2 separate regions of the Mus musculus genome follow, and region 1 is linked to region 2. A link is a contact called in public promoter capture Hi-C data. All regions are on one chromosome and are shown on one strand. The core of a region is the stretch at or near the end of the contact, and the rest is flanking DNA. Distances in the headings are between cores, read along the strand shown. Region 1 overlaps Ankrd44 (ankyrin repeat domain 44). Region 2 overlaps Ankrd44 (ankyrin repeat domain 44).

Region 1 (4,549 bases), core at 1,506-4,005, 100 kb after region 2:
TCGGCCTGCATTGCCACCAGAATCCCTAACACCGTGACCATAGACCCACCAGTCCAAAGGCCAGCTGGGGACAGATTCAAACAGGAATCCTTCACAGAAGTTTCTGAAGAGGAAAACTGTGTGGAACTAGGAGAGGAAACAGCTCTGTCCTAGGCACTGTCTGCTGTAGAATCAGGCCATGAAGCAGACACCAGGGTGACAAAAGAAAAGAAACACTATAAGCCCTTGCCACATGCGATCAGTCTCCAGAAGAGTTATGTAATCATTAGAGTTAACTTATACACTGTGCCTCTGTTGTCTGCTCATGGTCTCCAGTCTGTCCTCCTAGTGGCTACAATGTATCCCAGAACCTTGGGGTGAGGTTCTCTGCTAGATCCTGGGCTACATCCTCCAAACTAAGAGAGACATGGTAAAGAACACCTGGGAGATTCAATAGGAACAAGAGAGTAGTCACATACACAGGGTCTGGGAGGGGACATATACTGTCCAGAACTCACTTATCTGGCCCGTCCCTCTGAAAGGAAGACTGCAAAACGGGCCCAAGAGGAAAAGGGTCTGATGAAATAGAGTGTTAGTGCTGTCACTCAAGAAGGGGGGAGGAAGCCAATCTAGATTTCTCAAAACTAGACAGATGGCCCGAGTCACTGTCATAGGCCGTGCTTCTTAAGGAGAAACTCTGCTAAGGCTGAGTTTTCAACCAATTAATGCTGTCCTACCCCACAAACCCCTCCTTGGCCCTAGCAACATGGATGGCAGCCCCACGTTCCTCAGGACCAACAGTGCACGAGTTAGCTGACAACACAACCTCACACACACAAGCTCTAGGAAGCTGCGCCTGTGACAGCCACACAGGGGAGATCATATGACCTGAACGCTCCATAAATGTCTCCTATCCATGTTCCACAAACATGGCACCCACTGGGAGGCAGGCACAATTCCAAAGGCACCTGTCATTCAAGATCATTCTACACAGGATAGAAACCTCTAAGAGTCCAGACAGCAATCCCTCGCCTCCTTGAAAAGTTTATAACTTCAGTTTCTACTCAGCGAAGCCAGGTAGAATGAGGGGTAATGGGTAAGACTACTCAGACTGTCTCTGAAAAAGCCTACACGTCAGGGATCCATGCCCATAATTATTAACAACAGCTTCCAAGTCTGCTAACACATCACCTGTGCGCGTGCTGGGCCTGTCTGCAGATGCAGTCAGCTCTTCCCAGACTGCCGCTCAGCCCACTCCCTCCAAGAAAGAAGCCACTGCTGAAGGCAGGGAGCCCATCTGGCCCACACAGCAGCCAGGCTGAGAGGCCCCTCTGCTGCCCATGTTTCCTCCTCACCTTTCCCTGCTAGGGTCCACAGTAGAACCCAGGCAGGTTTGACCAGGAGAACACAGCCCCATCCACTCTGACTCTGTCCTTTGCTAGCTCTGTGACTCTTATGCCACTAGTCTCCTTCCTGTGTTGAGCAGCGGTGATACCTGCCACACCTCACCATTGCCCTTTGAAGCTCAAGGATGTAAACTACTGAGAAGCAATCTGAAATGTATGCCATAGTTTCTTCCCAGATACCGAGTACCTCCAACCAATATAGTCACTAGAAAATACCTAGTACGGCCCTTTACCCATGGCTCTCCTGTGGGGAACTACAGATTTCAGCTTCCAGTTCATGATCTCTCCCTCCCTCCCGCCTCCCTCCCTCCTTCTCTCTGCTCTCCCTCTCCTACCCTTGTTGTGCTCCCTCTCTCTGCTCCCTCTCTCTGCTCCCTCTCCCTCTCCTCCCCCTGCTTACACTCTCCCCCTCCCTCTGTTCTCTCTCTCCTCCCCCTGCACTCTCTTCCTCCCTCCCTCCCCTTTCTTCCCATCTCCTCCCTCAAGACTACAGAAGGGTGCATGCGAATTCCTTAGCTATATTACTAGATAATCCACTACATGAGCAAAATTACTTTTACTTGAGTATACTGAACTATTTGGCTATTTTATGTTTAAAGGGACTCAAAACCAGTTTAAAGTTCAATCTCTGGGAGCTGAGGCCATAGTTCAATGGTAGAGACTGCCCTAGCATCTGCATGGCCTGCATAGGCATCTGCATGAGCTGCATGGGCTGCATGGGCATCTGCATGGGCTGCATGGGCTGCATGGGCATGCCCTCAGCCCTGTGTGAAGACCCAACCTCTGCCTTCCAAGAGCTTTAAAAGAGGCAATAATATATTTCTAAAAAGTCATTAAAAGATAACGCATAATAGATGGATGAATGGATGACAGACAGACAGATTTCTTGTTTCAATTCAGTCCTATAACGCTGAGACCTGCTTTGGTCTCTGCACGTCAGTAGTTCCTAGCAGCCTGCTACCACAAGTGTGGCCTGTATCCTTATTATGGACCTTCTAAAGGAGTTTCACATTCTTTCTCTATTTATCACAAAAACAGTCTTGACCTAAATCCTGAACTACTAATCTCTTCCTGCAACAAACTACTTAGGGAGCGGGGAGACTCTGAGGAGGAAAAAAAATAGAGAGAAAAGTGGAAGGGAAATGTTCTAGTGACTTACAGAAATACAGTCCCCCTGGGGAGGATCACTGTACAAACAGTCCCAAGTTTACACTGGTGGGAGGCAGAGAGGAAGGAGGAAGGTCCACTACTCTGTCCTTAACTAACAGCAGCAAAGACATCTGCATTCAGAAATATTAGAGACAAAACAGGGAGTAGCGAGACGCCACTGTTACACTACAAGTCAAGAAGATTGAAGGAAACAAAGCGTTCTTTGAGGCCAGGAGGCAGAGGGAGCAGCTCTGTGACTGAGCTGAGGAGAGGCTGTGGAGACCCGCTTCTACACCAAACGCAACTCTTTTTAAGTCACTTGCTATCGATTGTGGGTCTTGCACAATAGCTGACTGTCTTATTTTATCCCTGAGAATAGAGCTTTGTTCTTGTACAGTGCCTCACCCTCAAATACTTCAGTGCGAGCTACTATGCCTAGAGAAAAGGCACAAAACACTATGTTTGTTCAAAACAAAAAAGGAACAGATTATTAAATCATCTTTTCTCTGAATCTGTTGATCTATAAGTAAAACACATTTACAAAAACAACCACTCCCCTGCCTCTGCTCTTCTCACTTTCTTTGGCATTCATTAACTTTAAAAGTATCATTTCAGCATAGCTTGGGTTCCCAAACAAAATTGTCTGTACTCACGCTACTGTGAAATTCATCTCTGTAAGAAAGGGTTGTACTCAGACAACATGTGCTCACAGACACTTTCTAGCATTTGAATTCTCAGTGCACAGAAGGGTTTGGGTTTTGGCACCTCAGCATCAACCCCATGTGTGCCCACCTACCCATGCACGTGCCCAAATGAACAGCCACGTGAGACGAGAAAGCACCACAGAGGAGATCGCACTGACCAAACTGCCGCTAACTACACATGCCAGACCTTCACACCCAACAACACAAAAGCTCAGACGCTTTTTAATCCGCTTGTTGTAACTCTGGCTGCTCTGAAATCAGTTCCAAACCAAAGACAACGCTTAATTCCCTACACAAGTGACTGAGCAGCAAGCAAGCTCCCGTCGTTCCCACTGCTTTTGCTTGCCATGAGCCAACCACCAACTACCTACCTTTCCCCTCCTGAAACTGCCCCAGCTCCCTCTCTCCTCAGCATATTTACAGACCATTCCCTCAGTCTAGGACATCCTGCACACTCTTCCGACAGAGTTTAAGCTGATTCACTTTCAGACACAAGCCCTACAATGGCCCTGATTCAGGGTCATTGAGATGACTCAGTGGACAAAGAAACCTGAGCCGTGACAACCTGTGTTCAATCCCCAAAGCCCAAAGGGAGAGACTGCAGGGACAAAAATGGGAAAGAGACTGAAGGAAAGGCTGTCCAGTGACCAGCCCAACTTGGGATCCAACTCATGGGGAGGCACCAAGGCCTGACACTACTACTAATGCTATGGTGTGCTTACAGACAGGAACCTAGCATGGTTGTCCTCTAAGAGGCCCAACAAGCTGCAGATTGAAACAGAGACAAATACTTACAGTCAACCAATGGACAGAAGCTTGAGTCCCCTGTCGTTGAACTAAGAAAAGGCTGGAAAAAGCTGAGGAGGAGAGTGACCCCGTAGGAAGATGAGCAGTCTCCCGGACCCCTGAGACCTCTCAGACACCGAGCCACCAACCAGGCAGCACACAGTAGCTGATATGAGGCCCCCAACACATATACAGCAGAGGACTGCCTGGTCTGGCCTCAGTGAGAGAAGACACACCTAACCCTCCAAAGACTTGAGGCTCCAGGGAGTGGGGAGGCCTGGCAGAGGTGAGGTGAGGGGGTGGGGACATCCTCTCGAAGAGAGAGGAGGAACTGTGGGAGGATGGACTAGAAGGGGGTTAATGACTGGACTGTAAAAATAAAGGTTATAAAAAATAATAATAAAATGAACTTGGGGGGAAAAGGCTTTTACAATAATTCTAAAAACATATGTGTTAGTGCAAAGTTACAAGTTTTGTAGTTTTTCTCTTAACCTGGCTTGCTCCCAAATAATTGAGATAGGACTA
Region 2 (4,669 bases), core at 1,874-4,373:
GCACCCTATCACTTTCCCAGACCTGCTCAAGGATCTGGATGTTAGCATCTTGTCTCACACAGCACCTGACTCTCCTTTCCTCTAGAGGTAAGATGCCCTGGGCATCACTGCTCCTAGCTGAAGGAGAAGGGACTGGCTAATGGTTCAAGCTCACCATCAACATTTCTTATTCAATCCCTGCCATCCATTTATTCCCTCCTGCTGTGAGCCACAACTTCCAAGGTCTGCTTCCGACAGGCCTTTTAAAATGACTGATTATTACAAATTGCACAAAATATAAATGTTTGCTGGGAGGTGACAGTGCATGTGGCCAGCCTGGTCTACAGAGCAAGTTCCAGGACAACTAGGGTTACAGAGAAACTCTGTCTCAAAAGGCAAAACCAAAACCAAAACCAAAAAGAAAAAAGGAAAAGAATGAAATATAAACATTTGTATACTTCTCTATGTCTATAGTCTGTTTCTGGTTTCCTGCTATTTGTCCCTATCACACTCTATCAGCTCACATAAACTAATAAATACATGAACCAAGGAAATAAGTTTTTCTCCACTTGAATAAAAATGCAAACAGGATTTCACTTCAGAGCAGAAGAAAACCCAGACAGAAAGACGTGAACCCACCGCGATACAGCCATCAGAGCTTACCTCCACCCCCAGGTTCAGGAGATGTTTGACAACACTGATCTGCCCATTGGAGGCTGCAGCGTGCAGCGGGGTGTAGCCCTTCTTATCCTTGCAGGTAACTTCTGCACCATGGTTAATGAGCAGCGCCACAACGTCCAGGTGACCTTGACAAATAAAGCAGCAAGACCATAGTTAAATTTTATAAGACAATGCGACAACTCACCACACAAAAAAAGATCATTCTTAGCTGGTTTTACCACCAGTATTTCCTGATCTGGGAGTCGGGAGGAGAGGGGGAAGCTGCCTCATTGAAAATAATCAATGAGCATTTATTGAGTACCTAATATGTACTGGACATTATATAAATCTCATGGGAAGAAAAAAGATGACTCATAACTAAGACTCGAATGAGATGTAGCAAAGGTGGTGGCTGTTTGACAATATATTAGTAGCACCACCTTTTAAAAGTTGTATTGGTATTGAGTGTGTAATCCCAGAATCCCAGCATTTGGGTGAAAAGGCAAGCAAGTTACAAATTAAGACACAGCATGGGATACAGAATGAATTCCAGACCAGCTAGACAACAAAACAGACACAGTAAGAGCAACAAGGGTTGTGTTAAAATGAAAACAATTACCATCCTCACCAAAAAAGCCGACCAGTAAAATTTTAGTTTAGAAAACCAGTTTAAAAAAAAATCAGAATACTTACAGACTACTGTTTAATCTGAAATTACCATTGCCTTGTTGGGTTTTAATCCATTAAAAGGCAATTTTTTTATGTTTCCATGTTTTAACTCCCCTAAATCATTCACTAAATAGAAAACCTTCTAAATCTCGGCTTTTGTGGGCATTTGAGATCTGTTCCCTAGTTCACTATGGCACATGTGTTTGGCCTTTATTTTATAATTGAAGATCGTTTAAAGCTTAAGTTCATTGCTATAAATGTTGCAGCTAATTGAAGAGCAGGAGACAAATACTGGTTCCAAGACCTACGGTTTGTATGGGAGGCTGAGGGGGTGGGGGGAAGAGGTATAGCTTGCTTTATCAAAATCTAATTCTTTATCTACAAAATCTTTTATATAGAAAAATATTTTCAGTTACGTGGTGCCGACTCAAGCTACCTGCCCCAGCTTTTATCCCCTGTCTCCTAAGGATTGTAAGTCACCCTATTTATAACCTGATGGCATGAGCAATAATGATTTGACTTCTTTGCGTCATAAAAATATTTTAACCACACATCAGCAAAGCATAAGCTAGACCCTCACAGGTTCTTTGAGTCATTCCATGTACATTGTATGCGAAGATGTAATTGGTTTTAGCCTACTCAAAGGTCTGTGCTATTCAAGAACGAAAGAAGGAGCGGGCACGGAGGCACACACCTGGAATTCCAGCACTTGAGGGGAAGGAGGATCAGTCTAAGGTCTTTTCCTACACAGAGTTAATTCGTACAAAATTTAAAGATTCTTGGCGTCTGTAAGTCTAAGAATTCATTCAGAAACCCGTAGCTGTGGGATTTATTTTGTTCTCACCCCAATCTACTCCCTTCCATCCTACAAGTAATGATAATTTGTGAAATGATGATAACAGATATGTATGCGTATGAAACTGACTCAAACAAGCAAAAATGCTCAAAACAAAACAAAATAAAAAATAATCACTAATTCTTGGAGATACCATCTACGATTTCAGTATTTTTTTTCCAAATTTCCCTTCCCTGTATAGAATCTTCCACAGCAATAGAAAATATTATACATATCATTGTATTAAATATAGTTCTTTATGATGCATCTCCCTTTAGTGTGCCACATGATGTTTATAAATTCCCATGGCCACCATTGCTGTACTCCCTTCTGTGTCCCATTGTGTGGAGCTTCTGGGATTTGGCAGAACAATAGCCCATAGATGGATATCAGCTTGTGTGCATCTAAGTCTGATAGAACCCTATCTTTTTTTTTAACTGCAGGTTTTTCTCCAATCAGAAACACACAGAAGGATCTTAGTTATTCACCTCTCATATCTGCATTGAGGATAAACTCTGAGGACTATCATTTATCCAAGGTCTTTGCAACGGATCGAAAGGAAAGGACAAAACAGAGATGCAATCTTTTCAACTCTAGCTGAGTGAAGTGGACAGAGGGAAGTCTGTGGGCTTCCACTTGTGCCAGCACAGCAGAAGCCTGAGCTACTAGGATCTTCCACTTCCATATACAGAGGAAGCTGCCCTCTCTTCCTTCCCTTTGTCTTTTCCAAAAATAATTAGAAGCACAAAGATAAGGAGCATAGTGTCCTTGCTTTGTTAATCAGCCTGCTTTCTTTCCTAAACACTTTATTTGATGCCATAACAAACTAACATACAAGAAATGTTTGTAGTTTCCAATCCAGAGTGAAGAATGTTCAGAGAGGTCCAGGCCATGAGTCATCCTCCCCCTGTTTTGGGATAAATAAACCTCTGACAAGGCAACTGTCCAAGTAGAGCACTTTACAGATGCCAGGAAAACAGGCCAAATCTTCATTCAAGTGAAAGCCAACACTTAAGTCAGATTTGTCCTACATGGTCAACAAGAGGCCCATGGCATATGTAGCCAAGGTCATCTGCTTGTGGTCTTTAATTGTTGTATGATATGTTGGGAATGAAAACCAGGGTTTTGTGCACAGTAGGCCCTTACCCTACCATTACGGTAGCAAAGACCCTGGCACTTTGCTTTCCACACACAGAGCACTCACCCATGTATGCTGCCCAGTGGAGAGCTCGTCGGTCCTTCTTGTCAAATGCATTGATGTTTGCCCCTTTGGCCAAGAGTAAATTGACCATCTGAAAGATAACAAACAATGAATTCTGGTGTTCCCTCTAATGAGGACAGCTCCTTGTTGCTTTCAGGTGATCTAAACCAAATTAGCATCAAGCCTAACAGCAGCTCAAGGATTCATACCAGGTAGACAGGCTAGCAAGACAGGCTACACTGCTCATGTCAAAGGAGAAGACTGAAATGACAATCTACTGTTTCAACTCATTATGGTCTGATTTGAAAATGGATATAACTGCCCAAGCAACATACCTCTCTTATTCTCACATTCACATAAAGTCTCAAAAGTGGTTCCATCTGTGGCTAATAGGGTCTGAGTAGTGTGGCCCAGTTCCCAATGCTGAGAACACTCACCTCCATGTGTCCATTCAGAGCGGCGTGGTGCAAGGCTGTGCGCCCGCCTCTGTCGGAGACATTGACACTGCTCAGTAGTGGAATGATCACTTCTGCACACTTGACGGCCTTATTGGCTGCTGCCACATGGAGGGGGGTCTGCCAATTCTTGTCCCTTGCATTGACATCAGCCGAGTGTTTAATCAATACTTGCACTGCCTCCTACAACAGAAACAGTTTTCAGGATCACTGACAAATGCCCAGTCAATACTTCCTGTGGGTAAGGTGCTTCTCTGGACAAAAGAACTGGATTAAGAAAGGAAAGATTGCTGCCTTCCCAGGCAGGCTGTGGACAAGCCAAGTCATATGAGGTAGAGATCTGAGGAGTAACACAAAATGAGGCAATCTCTCCATCTTCCTCTTTCAGGTCAAAAGCCTGGCCCCCATCATCTGAGATGACATTCACCTTCTAAAGACACAGTTTTCTGATGAGGCATTCTTGGATCACCTGAGTGCAGATGTGCATATCAGGCAAAAGATCTGTTAAAAAAAATGCTCTCTAAAATGAGAAAAGTCTGGGAATAAATAAACCAACAAACTTCCAAAGCCTGTCAAACATTCTTGGACCACGTTTTGAATCTAGGTGCTCTGTGCCAATGTGTAACATGTGACCTTCCATCTTGTGAGGCTGTTATGCAAAGGACGTAATTAGTGGCTGTCTCAGTTTAAAGCTATAATAAAATGATTCCAAGTTTTCCATTACAATTAGTAAACCTTTTTTTGTTTTGGTTTGGTTTTCCATTAGTTTGTTTTGAAACAAGATCTCGGAAAGTTGTCCCAGGATGGCTTGGAACTCACAATTCAACCCAGATTGTCCTTAAACTCATGATCCTCCCATCTGAGCCTCTT

The links. Capture Hi-C pulls out chosen DNA fragments and counts their contacts.
Region 1: a promoter capture Hi-C map of adipose tissue shows a contact between it and region 2. The contact joins two enhancer-like sites. A contact is called at or near these places in 1 of 15 datasets of contacts at CTCF or cohesin (CD8 T cells), 1 of 484 Hi-C or Micro-C datasets (uterus) and 3 of 9 other capture datasets (adipose tissue, liver and pancreatic islet).

Annotation. Positions count from the first base shown.
Region 1 is chr1:54,864,861-54,869,409 of GRCm38.p6, forward strand. The region is part of intron 1 of Ankrd44 (ankyrin repeat domain 44); the gene reads right to left. Among named protein-coding and RNA genes, the nearest start is that of Ankrd44, 59 kb to the right of the region's middle. Within about 2 kb of position 2,756, at least 61 of the 459 cell types and tissues checked have an H3K27ac peak or open chromatin away from gene starts, as enhancers often do. A contact at or near this core is called in adipose tissue, where this site is marked.
Region 2 is chr1:54,763,003-54,767,671 of GRCm38.p6, forward strand. Ankrd44 (ankyrin repeat domain 44) reads right to left here. Exons shown (of 28, transcript NM_001081433.3): 5 at 3,782-3,982; 6 at 3,348-3,435; 7 at 643-785. 4930444A19Rik (a long non-coding RNA gene) reads left to right here. Exons shown (of 4, transcript XR_003948660.1): 4 at 2,587-3,352. Among named protein-coding and RNA genes, the nearest start is that of 4930444A19Rik, 84 kb to the left of the region's middle. Within about 2 kb of position 3,124, at least 34 of the 459 cell types and tissues checked have an H3K27ac peak or open chromatin away from gene starts, as enhancers often do. A contact at or near this core is called in adipose tissue, where this site is marked.